Linked DNA regions of Rattus norvegicus: region 2 is linked to region 1. The links are chromatin contacts, called in public Hi-C maps. All regions are on one chromosome and are shown on one strand. Each heading gives the region's core, a stretch centred on a gene start, on an enhancer-like site or on the middle of the called end of the contact. The rest is flanking DNA. Distances are from core to core; before and after follow the strand shown.

Region 1 (3,124 bases), core at 188-2,687:
AAAAGTTTGTAACACAACTGGAAGGGTTTTCCCCCGATGAATTCAGTGTTACAATGAAACTTTCGGATTAAAGAACAGTTCTCATTTCTGTCTTGCTCCTGCAAAAGAGGAAAAATGCAAAGAAAACATGGTCAAAGGAAAGATGACTAATTCTGAAAGAATATTCCCTTTAAAAGTAAAAAAAAAAAAATACATGCCCCGTCTGCCATTTGATTATTTGACCCATTTCTCCGTACTGTGAAACGTGCAGTTTTAAATGTGCTTAGCAACTGTGCCGTTGCAGTTATTAGACATTGCTGACTTCCAGAAAGTGCCCCCAAGTGGAACCCGTCTTTGAAAACTGACTCAAATTTAATTAGCTGTTCAAAATGATTTCAGAGCTAAATGTTTAGTTTCTCTGATGTCCTTTGTAAGGACAAAACGGTGTATTGTATGTGTCCCTAAAATTAACCCACAGAACGGGTATTTAAATTAAATGGCATCTTTTGAAACTTACTATGTCAGTAATTAGATCAGTGAACCCTTGCACTAGGGATTCTGGGAAAGTGAATGACCGCTAAATGAGTTATATGGAATTTCTCACAGCATGCTCTTTTATATAAATCACATTTGCTGTCTATAAAATATATCTCAATTAAACCTCTATTAAGACAGTACCGATATTATTCAAAAGTATAAAAAATTATCCATTTCATCTATTTTTAAACTCTTTAATATAATCTACTAGAACTCTGCTTAAGGATTTTTTTTAATGCCTGGAAGTTGGTTTTCAGATACAATATTATGAAGACAAAAATGAAATGCACTTCAAGTGCATGAGAAGAAGTCTCTATCATGTGAAACAACTTTGAGATAGAAGTCTCAAGTAACATCTAACTATATGCAACCACCGTAGCAAGGCAAGGTATACTTTAGTCCCGTGACCTAGAAAAAAAGCCTGTTTGAGCACAGGTTTATTAAGAATAAAAGAATAATAATGTTTTGGCAGCTCATGTGAATATACATCAAAAATATCTTCTTGTTTCATATTTATATTGAGAAAATATATTCGGGCTAAAGGAACTGTTGATGTGTGGAATATATAGTGCTCACAGCTAAGCAGTCCCCCGGAGCTGTAGTGCTCACAGCTAAGCAGTCCCCCGGAACTGTGCCCACAGCTAAGCAGTCCCCCGGAGCTGTAGTGCCCACAGCTAAGCAGTCCCCGGGAACTATTGTATGGCACATGGGTACCTACTGCTCACCATTCCCCAGGAACTCACTGATACACAGTTTGCTAACCTTGATTTTCTCTCTTAACAGACACAGAACAACAAGAGGAAACTGAACATTATCACATGTGAAGGAGGAGTGATCGTGTGACTCAGAAGAATAATCGGGATTACATGAAGGAACTTGACAGGAATTCTGGCTTGGTGTGGTCATAAGGCAAGGTTTTAAGGACTCTGAGCAGAGGGAAAGGGGGCCAATAGGAGGGGTAGGGGAGGAAGAACAGGGGAGGAGCAGGAGGAGGAGCAGGGGGAGAGTAAGAAACTCCCCTTCAAGATGACAGTCAACTAAGAAATGAAGATAAATTTGTTTATTCAATATCCTAGGATCACACTCAAGGATCGTTAGTCTAGATATTGCTTTGTGGATATCCATAAGGCATTTTTTGTGTGTGTTTCTATTAATTTTAGAGAAATTTTGTTTGAAAGTTCGAAAGTATTGGTCTAATTCTTATTAAGGATGGAACAGTAATAATTAGCCAATAAAAACCACCAGAGGCTTCTCAAGTGAATTCTGAGAGTAAAGATGAGGGGTTTACTATACTGTATTACCGAGTGGTCTTCCTGGATGCCTTCCCAGGAGTTTAGACCTGGAACACTGACTGCATTCATCAGGGATTCAGGGCAGCCTTCCCTTTTTCCTCCCAGGCTTGTGCCCAGACAGAGAGGAAAATCACCACATGCAGTTGGCAAGCTGGACCCAGAGTTGTATAACAGGCTGGAAGGCTGTGGGGATGCTAGAATACTCTGGCACCCAGCCAACTGGCTTGCCTGGCACCCAGCCAGCTCCAAGGGAACTGTTGAGCCATTTCCTGATTGGGAACTTCAGCTACCTTGTGCACAGGCCCCTGATACCACCCTGGATGTCTGAAACAATAGGGTTGATTTCCTGGTTTGTCCAGAACCTGTGGAAATTCCAGGCATTTATTTATTTCCAGGTTCAAGTTTCCAAGAAACACTGGCACTTTCTATATGATCTTTGAAGGGGGTTAACAATTCCATCTTTACAACTTTTCTCAAAATTATTTCCATTCTACAGATAAAAGAAAGTGTATACAACACTGGCCTACACCAGTAAATAATGGTATTACACTCAGTCCCAGCTGCCTGACTTTAGGTCATGTGTACCTGTGCTCTGGTCAGAGGCATAGCTCCCGTTACCCAAAATGTTTCCACCCATCACCATACACCCACCACACACACACAACAAATACACACCACACACAAATAACACACACACACACACACACACACCACAAATACCACAACACACACATACACACATACCACAGATACACCATACATATACACACCACACCACACACTCATTCTACACACACACACACACACACACACACACACACACACACACACCACCACCACCACCACCACCACCACCACATTCTTTCTCTCTCTCTTCTTATGATGGTGGAATGGCTAGACCATTTAATTTTCTCTTGGCTAGAATGTTTATTTCCCACCTGATTGGAAAACTTAGCATGAGAGCAGTCAGCCTAGCTCTGGTCTGCTAGCCTCCAGGAGGGCACAAATGTCACGTGATTCCTTACTAGGCTAACTGGCCAAGAAATAAAGATGCCAAAAGGTTCAGAGAAAGTTAGCCTTGTGCAGAAGGGCTGATATGGGAAGTGAATAAATAACCAAAGATCTTCCGAAATGATGCAGGCATGCGGTTCAAACAGCCCAGGCTTCATTCACCGTGAGTCGGGGCAATGAACACCTTCATTTGCCTAGCAGAGATTAAGAAAAGCATCTGCTTGTCTAATAACCCAATGGCATGGGGCTAAGTTGTGCTAAGGAAGAAAATATGAACACCTGTAATCACAGAACTTGGGAAGCAA
Region 2 (3,124 bases), core at 449-2,948, 76 kb before region 1:
GAATTACAAAAGCCATGCTTTATAGCTCTCTTACACCAGGGGGAGCCTTTGCCTTTCACATCTAAAATGTCTCAAGTTAAATTTAACCTGACCTATCAGAGAACAGAAACATTTCTGAGCAGCCTATCATAAGCCAGTCTAAACATTAATGTATTTTATCAATTCTCGAAGCACTGTGCTGGGTGAGTTTCCTAAGCTTTAATTAAATAAGCTATACTACTGAACAACACATGAAATATGTTTCGTTTTATAAAATATATGAATGCAGATAAAATAGTAGCTGGGTGTCTTATTTTGGCTAGACTTTACCAAGATTGCTTCCGCTCCGACTGTCTACTACATAATAAATACAGTGTACGAATTTGATACAACTATGTAAAACATGGCACTTGTGAACGCACTTGGTTTTAGTTTGGGTCACGACATAAATCTCTATGGTAGCGAGTCTGGGGCTCCTCCCTGACCAGCAGGGATGCTCGCAGCACATTTTCATTCACTAATCCAAGTTTAACAAGTATTAAAGAACATTTTACAGAAAGATAGAACGTAAGTGTGAGACTTTTACTTTAGCACATCTTAAACCGTGGATGGTTAATTCTTGGATATAGGTTATCAGATGGAATTACACAACTCAAAATTGAATAATGCCGACAAAGACTATCTGGTGTGGGGCGAGCATACGTCACCTAATGCCAAAGACAAAAAAAAACAAAACAAAACAAACCAAACAAACCAGGGCTGCTATCAAACTGGCTAAAACAGCCCTCGTAGTTTTAAAGCTTTCTTTTCCGTAGTTACTAGAATCAACACATGCCGGCACCAGTGTATTTCTGTATCATTTTATTATTTAGCGTGTTGGTCAGTATCGCAGTAGCAATAGCCCTTTGTTCAGTTGTTAAGTCCCTTTGGCCGGAATTCTGGCTTGGGAAGGAATCACAGGACAGCCTTTCTTTCAATGTGAATAATGTTACACCTCTGGACACATAGCCACATTTTAAACACAAAGTATTTCAGTGACAACCGGTAACACCTCCATCTTAAACTCATCCTCAGCTCACCACGAGGCTGGGCCGCATCTGCAGCAACCGCCCCTCGGCTCCCTACATCCGACCGCCAGGGGAGAGGAAAGAGGAAAGGCAGGGAAAACGCCTCGCCTGTCCTCTAAGCATAACGCAGCATTGCGACAAGCCACCCTCAGCCTCCACATTGCCCTTTCTGCCACACTTCCGGCAGGATTCCCACGAACAACAGAAACCCCGAGCAGCCAGCACGACAGCGGGTCACGAGCACGCGCAGACGCAGGCCGGGCGCGCACGCCCCGAACGGGCCCTGCGCCCGCTAACGAACCGCAGCTGACCAATCACGATGCGGGAAGATGTCACGTGAGGGGCCGAAGGGCGGGGGGTGGCGAACGCGCCACCCGACGCCACTTCCTCCGCGAACCCGCAACTACTTCCCAGGCCCTTGCCCTCTACTCCGGAAGCCCTGATTGCAGCGGAGGATAGGATAGTTCACGCTCCTTTGGCATCCGAAAGAATACTAAAGAGCAGGGGCGCAACAGCCGCAGTGCCATATTTACCAAGCCGTGGGGACGATGGGGAAAGCAGGGATGCGGTCAGAAAGCCTTTCTGAAATGCTCTCGGCTCCACGCGTTAGTCCTCCTTCAGAAACTTCAACTCCCAGAGGCAGAGGCGGTGGTTGCACGTCTGCTTACGGCACTTGCGTCATCGAACTGCGCTAACTCCAACCTAGAGAAAGGGGAGGGGCCTGTACGGGGCGGGGTCAGGAACTGGGTTTTTTCAGGAGTGGTTAGTGGCTACCACGAGGTGTTTTTCCCTGTCCAGCGTTTGTATTTCTACCTACAGGCATTTATTCATGTGTAAGCTCCGGTCTCGAGGCGAAGATAGCCCCACTTAAAGAAATTGAAATGCGAAACAGACGAAATGCCCTTGTTTTTTCTGTGTTGAAAGGATCTAGTATTGCCCAAATTCTAATTTGTGTAGGAAAAAGTTAACCAATATCACATGGTCTTTCATAGGTGAAGAAAATGTAAACTGAAATAATAAAAATTCATTGAAATTGGGAATTTTAAAGTTTCCTATGTCCTTAGTAAAACGTGTACTTTACATTCCATTCTTTGATGTTTTTCCCATGCTATTTTGCAAAACACTAGTGATATTTCATCGTTTGTAAATACTTGACCTTATATAATCTTGCTAAATATAGACCAAGTCAACCGAGGCGGTGGGAAAAACAATTGGGTAGGTTGGTCTTTTTGTTTTATTTTGTTTTAATTTGGCCTTTCTGATTGACTAGTAGTAGAATTTGAAGATAAAGAGACCCACAATATAGATTTTTTCTTCTTGCTTGACCTTTGAACATGTTACAGGCTCTTAAATAAACTGAAACGTCTCTGGATTTAGTTGGGGGAAAGGCTCTTTCTCTTTTAAACTCTCCGTTTTTTATTTGGAAAAATGTGATCCAGGATTCTCTTGTGGATCTCTCAATGTAAGAGACTTCTGTTAACGGAACATTGGCAGTAAAATCTGGACCCATTTATGGTCTGTTTGTAGGGCATCTTTTTTCAGCTGCCTCCGTAGCTGAGGGAGGATTAGTAATTGGATATGGAGCCCTTCACATGTAGGTCATTAAATTCAGGCTGGCAGAGTGGTGCTCCGAATCTTTCAGCAGCTGTTGGGTTGCCCCTATGGGATCTGTCTTATAAATAATGATACAATTTCAGAGGTGATGCCTAGTATCCTGGATATTTAAAGGAGTTTTTAAGTTATAAGAAAATCCTCCTTTAAATAATGTCACCAAATTTGTCTTGGTTATTTGTTCTCGTGGTTGCAGAATCAATCCAAAGTATGAAAAAAAAAAAAAAACAGTAAAAACTGCAGTTTAGCCAAAGACTGAAGCATAAAGAGTTTAAGGTAAAGTCTTGTGATTTATAAAACTCATGCTTGTTTAGCACATTTGACCCATGCACCATTGTGGTTGACTTAGAATTTTATACAACAATGACTAGATGATTATATCCATCAAAGAAATAGGGGATCCAGAGGTGAATACATATTTAAGATGCCTATAGATAAAAAGGAAGAAATGAATATTTCTTGAGCAT

Evidence for each region. A called contact is a pair of places that touch in the nucleus more often than the background predicts.
Region 2: a contact with region 1 is called in a Hi-C map of frontal cortex, with 2.8 times the contacts expected there. The contact joins the promoter of Trmt10a here to the enhancer-like site in region 1. A contact is called at or near these places in 3 of 12 Hi-C or Micro-C datasets (the A7r5 cell line, frontal cortex and psoas muscle) and 1 of 1 datasets of contacts at active chromatin or transcription factors (oligodendrocytes).

Annotation. Positions count from the first base shown.
Region 1 is chr2:229,265,459-229,268,582 of GRCr8, reverse strand. It overlaps C2h4orf54 (similar to human chromosome 4 open reading frame 54), which reads right to left. Exons shown (of 3, transcript NM_001399866.2): 3 at 1-98. Among named protein-coding and RNA genes, the nearest start is that of C2h4orf54, 13 kb to the right of the region's middle. Within about 2 kb of position 1,437, at least 12 of the 93 cell types and tissues checked have an H3K27ac peak or open chromatin away from gene starts, as enhancers often do.
Region 2 is chr2:229,341,427-229,344,550 of GRCr8, reverse strand. Trmt10a (tRNA methyltransferase 10A) reads right to left here and starts at 1,698. Exons shown (of 8, transcript NM_001044232.1): 1 at 1,580-1,698.